Linked DNA regions of Ovis aries: regions 1 and 3 are each linked to region 2. A link is a contact called in public Hi-C data. All regions are on one chromosome and are shown on one strand. The core of a region is the stretch at or near the end of the contact, and the rest is flanking DNA. Distances in the headings are between cores, read along the strand shown. Region 1 holds the start of THRB (thyroid hormone receptor beta). Region 2 has its middle 300 kb from the start of TRNAS-GGA. Region 3 has its middle 54 kb from the start of NR1D2.

Region 1 (2,822 bases), core at 265-2,764, 350 kb before region 2:
TCCCAACTCCTTTGGAAAAACTTACTTTGCTCTTTTTCTAAATATCCCTTTCAATTTCTCAGTCTCCTAGACAGTTCAAACACAGATCCTCCCCAAGAGAACATGGATGGTTTTGACTGCATTCGAATGAGAGCTTATACCATTATTTTATAATTTGTTTAGATAATCCTGTTTTCATTTGACGCAATCTGCACACCCAGCTTCCCAGGTCAACTGGTGCTTCCAAGCAGCTTTTCAAGTTTTCAAAAAAGTTAAAATCAGCAGTTTTTTGAGAAGGATGTCAGAATCACATGCTTATGCTCAATTTAGAACAGTTTGCAAAGGTCCTATATGGCTCATATATAGGTCTCTTTACAAACTTTCATTAATATATTTTGATATGTGGTTGGCAGATTTTCAAACACACCATTTGAAAGTTTATCACGCTAACACAATATTGTAAATCAACATACACTCCCATAAAAACTTGATCATGAATCAAAGCCCTCAAAGAAAATGGAAAAGGACTTTATTTTTAAAAAATGTTAACTTGAGAAAGGGTGGAGGGTCAACATGAACTTGGACATTTAAAGACACTAACTGATTTAAGAAGCAAAGATTTTGGGAAGCCCTAAGACCATAAAGCGATCAACACAAAAGACATCTGCCAGGGCGGAGGCGACCCGAGGTCAAGGCCAGTTAAATCTGATGCAATCAGAAACTTAGGCCCGTTTGACATTTTTTATGAGGTGACAACCCCCTAACACCATAATCTCGCCTTTCAGGTTGATGACACAGGACTTAATGAGTCAAAGAAAACAACTTCAAACCTCTCTTTTGAACATGCATTGTCTATTTAGGTTAAAGGTAGATTTGGAGATCCTATTAGCTACTGGCACAACTGGGAAAAGTCATGCACACACACACGCACGCACACACGCACACACACTTCAAAGCAAGTAGTTACGTAATGCTAGCAGTGTCTGTTTCTACTCAGCCTCAAAAACAGGACCGAAGCCAAAACTAACAACCCTCCTGCTCATTAGAGAAAGAAAAATGTCTTCTTCCCCAAGTGGCCCCAACAGGAAGCTGAAATCAACTGCTCTCAGAAACCCACTGCTTTCACGCTCCACAGAAGGTCTGGGGGCAAAGGCGCTCGGAAGAGAGCTGCCGGACAGCCACGCGGACAGCATACCTGGGCTCAAGGGGGACCCCGCACACGGTCACCCAGAGTCCTTTTCCTTGCGGCCACCCGGCTCGCACACACAGCTGGTTACCTTTGCACTTCTTCTCCTCCGTCTGGAAGGCCTGGGCGCTGGGCGCGCTCTGATCGCTCACGTCGTCGTGGTCCAGATGGAATATGGAGCTCGTCCAGGAGGCCTGGATGAGGGGCGACTGCTCATGTTTCAGGGGCCCGCGCCGCTCCGGGTGGCTCTTCCGATGCAGGCAGGCTTCAGACATTCCCACGAGCTTCCACTCCGGCTCGCCGTCGGGACAAGGCTTCGGCTTGTCCCAGGCTGGAAGGCCATTTTCTGGAGGGTTGAAAAACACGACATGACGGGGCTGTTGGCATGGTCAAGACGGGGCCGAGAGGAAGAGGTCCGGGAGGCAAGCGCTTCCCGGGCTCGTGGGGGCTGGCCGCGCTCCCGGGCCCTTCCACCCCACGGCGGCGATAAGACGCTCGGGGAGCGGCCTCGGGCTCCGAGTCCCCCGGCGCTGCGCTGCCTGCGGAGGAGTTAGCGCGTTTCCCCCGATTTTAGCTCCTAGGAAGACATCGGCTCCTCCACGGGAGGGCCACCCTCTCGCCAGCCCCGCTCCCGATGGCAATGGCTCGGGAGCAAGTGGGCACCAATTTATGATACTGCTTAGATGACCATGTGAGGTCTCGAGGGTCAGGGCTGGCCGTGGACACTTTTCAGATCCTCGGGACGTACAACGTCCGGGATGCGGCCTTGTTTGACTTGGGTGTTATCACCGGCTGACCTGAGGGGCACCCTGTTCCCTGAGAGGGCCGTGCCACGTGGCTACATGAGCGTGACAACTCGGGCTCCTTTGGCACCTTCCACTCCCAACAGGCTGGCATAAGGGGCTGGGTCTTCCAAGGGACACTGTGTCAGTGGTTTCCATGTCCTCCCGAACAGGCGAGATGAGATGAGAGGAGGTCAGCAGACTGCGCTTTAGTTGCGGGGCAAATTAAGAGCTCTTAGGACAGAAGGAAAAGCCCCGCTCTCTTGCGCTGAGATACAGGCAGTTAACGCTTTCTGTGTGTGATGCTCTTTCCTCTACTCAATCTCAAGGGGCTTGAAGGTCTGCCCTCTAGAGAGTGGGAAACAACTGGATAAGATAATGAAAACGTTCTCACACCAGCTTTCCCTGGGGGCAAATTTTACCTCCTTGAACATCTTTTCTGAACACGGATGCAAGGAAGAGAGTGAAAAGAGTAAGCTAATATAGATGATTTGTAGACGCATTCACGTTAAAAAGCATAATCCATCTGGTCACCCATACTTCCAGAAATTCTGTCTGTCAAAATAGGAAAAAAACACAAATAGAATTCTACTTTTAAGTGATTAGAGACAGTGATGGAAAGATTAACTGACAGGTGAATTTTCTTTTATGCTGAAATGACCCAAGGACTGTAGATAGCATATCGGACAAGGCCCACCCTGATCTATGCGCAGTACTGGGAATTGAAAGCTGCTTTTCAGACGTTTAAGGTAAATTTTAAACTGTTGAATGCAAGAGTTAAACCTGCTTTCGGTTTTCACCAGCCCCCTCTGTCAAGCTGCTAGATGTCTTCAGAGACGTTGGTTAGGGTGGTTTGTCTAAAGGCGTCATCTGCT
Region 2 (2,700 bases), core at 156-2,655:
TGGCCGCTCGCACCCCGAGGGGTTCCCGCGGCACCCCCGCCCGCCCGCCCTCCGGACAGCGGCGCTGTCGCCCCCGCACCCCCGCCTCCGCGCCGCCCTCTCGCCGAATTACCGGGGCGCTGGAGCCGGCCGGGTGGGGCGCCCCCGCCGGGGGAGGCAGCCTGCGGGCGCTGCCCGAGCGCTGGAGCTGGAGGGCCGCTTCCCCGGCGCGCTCGCCTTATCCATGCAAAGTTAATCCCCGCCGCGTCACGGCCGCCCGCCCGAGGACGCGCGCCCGCCTTGGCCGAGCCCCGCAGTCTCCACCCTCCTCCGCCCCCTCCTCCCGGCGGCGGGGTCCCGGGAGCGCGTCCTGCGAAATGCCAACTCCCCGGGCGCAGAGGGGCGGCCGGGCCGGGGCCGCGCCGCCCGCCGGGGCCGCTCCACTTTTATAGGCGCGGGCGGCGAGCGCGGCCCGGCCGCCGAGTCCCCGCCTCTCGGGCCCGCGCGCCCGGCCCGCTCCGGGCCGCTGCCCTGCTCCGGCCCCGGCGCCCGCGCCGCGCCTGCCAGCCGGTGACCTGGTTTCCCCTCCGGCCCGCCCGGCGGCGGCGGCGGCGGCCCGCAGCAGGCCGGCCCGGCTCCTCCCGGGGCGCCGCGAGGAAATGGCCTCCCGGCCGCGCGCCCGGGGAGCCCGCCGGCCCCCGACGCCCCCGCCCTCGACGCGCCCGCCGCGCCCGGCCCGCGCCCCCCGGCCCCGCGCGCCCGGCGCGCCCCGCGCGGCTCCCCGCCCGCGCACCTGCCGCCCCAGGTGCGGGCGCCCCGGGCCCCGTCCCGGCCGTGCCCTCCGCCCCGGAGTCCTCCCCCCGGCGGCGATGTCGCGGCCGTTTTGGTGGCCGCGCGTCCACCCACCCGGCTGCGTGCGCAGGGAGGTTCGGGCTCGGGCGTCATTCCTGTAGTCGGCAGAGAGGAAGGGACGGGGGCCGGGGACACGGGCCGGGAGGGGTGACTTCCAGAAGCCCCGGCTGCGCCGGGCCCCGGCCGCCGCGCTCCTCCCTCCCTCCTCCAAACCACTTGTGGCGCGTGTCGGGGCCGACGCGGCGCTCTGGCTCCTCCTGGGGCCTCGCTCCCGCCGGGCGTCTGGCGGTCCCCCCCATCGCCAACCCCAGGGCTGGAAGTTTGGGAAAATACCTGGCTTGCCCTTGAGGGAGGCACCCCTCCGCAGCACCCCGCACATCCTGGGAGCCCGGCGCGGGGTGCAGACCCCGCACGGGTTCCAGAAAGACCGCCTGGCTCGTTTGTCTTTGCCCGGGACACGTCCAAATAAAACCCGGAAGACAAAAATAATTTATACTCTTGAAAAGTCCTGCCCGAGTCAGATATGCACTTACAAAATCCACCCCCCACCCTAGTCCTGAAGGCCGAGGGTCCAGGCTGGCAGAAGAGGAGGCAGGCTTCTGCGGAGCTGGGCTAGAAATGTGCTTGTGAAAATTCTCAGTACCCAGAAAACGAAAATGCCATCGGTCAGAAGCTCGGGTTGCCAGAAAGCTATTTGAACGACAGGGTATAATGATTTTCTTACAGATAATATTAAAATAATTCCGACTTCATTATTCAGTGTACACATGTATTAACATAACCAACTGTTTTGACAGAGCTTTGACTTTTTTTTAAGCCTCAACTGTCTGAACGATGATTTATTGGAGAGTTTTCTAGATCTCCAGCCAGTGACGTGTGTGTTTTAGTCCCAATTCTTGTGAGCGTTCTGGGGAAAGGGACGAGAAGCCTCTTGACACAACTGTCAAGAATTCAGAAACTGCCCTGCTCCTGGCGCAGCGTTGCAGACCCCAGGATTCCCTGGCGAGACGGAGGGACCTCTCCCTTCAGACTCCACGGACCCGCTTTGCCCCTGGGTCCTTGGCAAGAAATCTGGGCTTTTTTTTTTTTCTTCATGCCGAACAAGGCGGCACCCTAGGACTTTCAGGGATTGTTCTCCTTTTGCAGGGAAGTTCCTGGGCTTTGCTCCAAAGCAGCCCAGGATGTTTTGGTTGGTTTGGAGGAAAGCTGTGGCGTCTGCACCATTTGAACCAAACAGGCGGCCCTCTGGTGGCTAACCGTGGGCGAGAAGCTGGCCACTGAGGGAAAAGCGTGCCCTGAGAGGCCAGCACGGTTGACAGCTGGCCTTCTCGGGGCCCTGGAGCCCCTGGAACTGCTTTGAATGGGCAGGAGGTGGGTGCTAGGTTCTAATCCGCTGGGACATTTTTTTTTTTAAATTTTATTGAAGTATAGTTGATGTAAAATATTTTATTTAATTTTTGCTGTACAGCAAAGTGATTCAGTTTAACACATATAAACACTTTTTATACTCTTTGCTATTATGGTTTATCATAAGATATTGAATATAGTTCTCTACACAGGATCTTATGTTTATCTATCCTATAGTTTGCATCCTCTTCAGCTGGGAGCTCACTTCCTTCTTAAGTAGGAAACGTCATACAGAGAACGGAATAGAATAAAAGCTGTCGCTTCCCTTTGGTCCCTGACTTTGTTTTTCTGATCTCATTTGGCCTGGAAACTTCTGAAATAAAGAGTAAATGAAAGCTAAATAAACAATGTGGTATTATTCAAGCAATTAATGAAGCAATGTTATATAACAATAAGTGAGGGTAATTTTTTTGGCCACACTAGTATGTGGGATCTTAGTTTCCGGAACAATCATCCCCTGTG
Region 3 (2,725 bases), core at 206-2,705, 500 kb before region 2:
AAAAATGATTCACGTTTAGGAGCATGGAATGTATTTCTCTTTATTCAGGCTACATTTTAAATTCTAAAGTAATTTTTCATAGTTTTATTCACATAAGTCATATATTTCTTTTAAAGTATATTCTTAGATATTTAAAAATTTCCTTTGCTACAGTGAATGGAATTTTTTAAAATTATAATTTCTAATTGCTGGTATATAAGAATGTGTCTTAAAAAATTTTTTTTGTTTATAATTCTTTTACAGTGTTTTCTTAATTTCTGCTCTATAGAAAAGTGACTCAGTTATAGATATATACACATTCTTTTTCAGACACTTTTCCCGTATGTTTTTTTATAGGGTATTGGATATAGTTCCCCGTGCTGTCCAGTAGGACTCAGTTGCTCATCTGTTCCATGTCTAATAGCTTGTATCTGCTACTCTACTCTGCCCTTTCCCACCCCACCCCCACCTTGTCAACCGCAAGTCAGTTCTCTGTGTCTGTGAGTCTGGTTTGCAGATAAGTTCATTTGTGTCATCTTTTAAATTCCACATATACGTGATATCACATGATATTTGTCTTTTTCCGACTTACTTTAGTTAGAATGAAAATCTCTAGGTCCATCTACATTGCTGCAAATGGCATTATTCCATTCTTTTTTATGACTGCGTAGTTAGTCCATCACATACGTGTGCCACATCTGTATCCACTCGTCTGTGGGAGGACATCCGGGGCTCTTCCGTGTCTTGGCTTTTGTGAACAGTGCTGCAGTGAATGTAGGGGCGCGTGTATCTTTCCACATTGCGGGTTTCTCTGGGTGTGCGCCTGGAACTGGGGTTGCTGGGTTATTGTGGCGACTCTATTTTTAGTTTTTTTGTGGAGCCTTCTTACTGTTATCCATTGTGTTGGTGCCAATTTACATTCCCACCAGCAGTGTAGGAGCATTCCTTTTAGTTCCAAGAACATGTTTGTTTTTTTATATATTGTTTATTTTACTGGCTTAATTACTGAATTCTATTTTCATAGTTTTTCGGTTGCTGTGTTTGGGTTTTTGAGGTTGCTTTCTGGAGTATTTCCTTCTAGATTAGTGCCTTTTTATTCCCACTGTACATTTTGTGTTATCTCTTATTTAAAATGGCCACCATCTGCATCCATACACTATTTAAAAACAGTGGAGTTAAGGGGAGCCAACTATAGCCTGGTAGGTATTTCTTGATGTAGTGAAGCTTATAGCATAGACAATGGAAGGACACTGTCCCTTCTTCACCAGTTCCTTTTTGCAGCTTTTTCTCTGGTATCTCTTCCTTTTCAGTGTCTTACTAGTGTGAGTTCATCCTGATTTGCCAGGGGTTTCCCCAGTTTTAGCACTAAAAGTTTCATAATCTGAGAAATCCCTCGGTTCAGTTCAGTTCAGTAGCTCAGTCGTGTCCGACTCTTTGCGAAATCTGAGGATTGAGAAATCCCTCAGTGGCAGCCAAATGGGGACATTTGATCTTCCCAGCTTTTGGCTTGTGTCATTGCTAAAGCTTAGCCTGAGACCAAGAGTTGGTACAGGTAGTTTATTTGGAAGATGCAGCCAAGGAGCAGAGGTGAGGGGCCTGGGTGAGCATGGGAAGAAGGGAAAAGGTGCATTAGTAACGTCAGCACCGAGAGTACCTGGGACATCATCCTGCCTGGAACATTCTGGTGCGTGCGTGCTAAGTCGCTTCAGTCATGCCCAACTCTTTGGGACCCCATGGACTGTAGGCTGGCAGGCTTGTTGTCCATGGGATTTTACAGGTGAGAATACTGGAATGGGTTGCCATTTCCTTTTCCAGGGGATCTTCCTGACCCAGGGATCGAACCCACATTCTGGGTAGTGTTTCAAATGCCTCTCAGAAGGATCTGAGGAGTGACTGGGAGAGAGTCTATGCAGTTCCCCTCATTGGTTAACACTTGCCTGGGGGGTAATAAGAGCCCCCATGTGGGGGCTTGATGAAGCCTCTGGGGTCTGGAATGCTGGAGCCCCAGGGCTTGCTTGAGGCCAGGCACTGTGTGAAGTGGGGAGAAGCCCATGGAGGTCTGAAATGAAAGGGGGGCTGAGCAGTGTGAGCTGGGGAGCGGGAGGTGTGTACACGCGGCACTCGCGTGTGTCTGGAATCTGGTCTTTTACAGTCCTGTCTCTGGTATCAGTTCTTCACGTGTGTGCGTGTGTGCGTGTGAGACAGTCCCCAGGATGCCCTCTGAAAGTGGAGCACAGAAGAGCAGTCAGCTGACTTGCCCACTCCAGCCAGTTGGCTCTTTGTTAATCCAAGTGTGATTTCGACAGATGAGGTGCTCACCTTGAGGCTTCTCGTCAGCTGATACATGGCTTGCTTTCCTCTTCTTTGCAGGCTGGCAGCAAATGCGTACCGAAGAGTAAAAGTTTGTCTGGAGAAGGCAAACTAAACGATTGAGAAAGACGAGACGTGTGAAATTCAAGTGCAGCACAGTGTCTTTAATTAACTTGAAATTGCACTTGGAGGAACCACATGAATGCAAGTGTATGCTAGTGCAGCCGTTGACTGGAGGATGGGGTTGTTTTATTTATTCACTTCTAAATCTCTAAAGGTAGTTAACTGATTTCTGGTCGCACTGTGTCTTGGTTGCTGCGCGGGTGGGCTGCTCTCTGGCTGCGGTGCGCAGGCTTCTCCCTGTGGCAACACCTGCTGTTGGAGCATGGGCTCCAGAGTGCGGGCTTAGCTGCTCTGCGGCACGTGGGCTCTTCCC

The links. Hi-C and Micro-C count contacts between places; a contact is called where the count stands out from the background.
Region 1: a contact with region 2 is called in a Hi-C map of tail adipose tissue, with 6 times the contacts expected there. The contact joins the promoter of THRB here to the enhancer-like site in region 2. A contact is called at or near these places in 3 of 16 Hi-C or Micro-C datasets (hypothalamus, omental adipose tissue and tail adipose tissue).
Region 3: a contact with region 2 is called in a Hi-C map of muscle, with 3 times the contacts expected there. The contact joins two enhancer-like sites. A contact is called at or near these places in 4 of 16 Hi-C or Micro-C datasets (liver, muscle and tail adipose tissue).

What each region holds. Positions count from the first base shown.
Region 1 is chr26:41,142,395-41,145,216 of ARS-UI_Ramb_v3.0, reverse strand. It overlaps THRB (thyroid hormone receptor beta), which reads right to left and starts at 1,514. Exons shown (of 7, transcript NM_001190391.1): 1 at 1,257-1,514. The coding sequence starts at 1,514.
Region 2 is chr26:40,789,321-40,792,020 of ARS-UI_Ramb_v3.0, reverse strand. No RefSeq gene overlaps it. Among named protein-coding and RNA genes, the nearest start is that of TRNAS-GGA, 300 kb to the left of the region's middle. Within about 2 kb of position 1,405, at least 26 of the 54 cell types and tissues checked have an H3K27ac peak or open chromatin away from gene starts, as enhancers often do. A contact at or near this core is called in liver, muscle and tail adipose tissue, where this site is marked.
Region 3 is chr26:41,284,686-41,287,410 of ARS-UI_Ramb_v3.0, reverse strand. No RefSeq gene overlaps it. Among named protein-coding and RNA genes, the nearest start is that of NR1D2, 54 kb to the left of the region's middle. Within about 2 kb of position 1,455, at least 7 of the 54 cell types and tissues checked have an H3K27ac peak or open chromatin away from gene starts, as enhancers often do. A contact at or near this core is called in liver, muscle and tail adipose tissue, where this site is marked.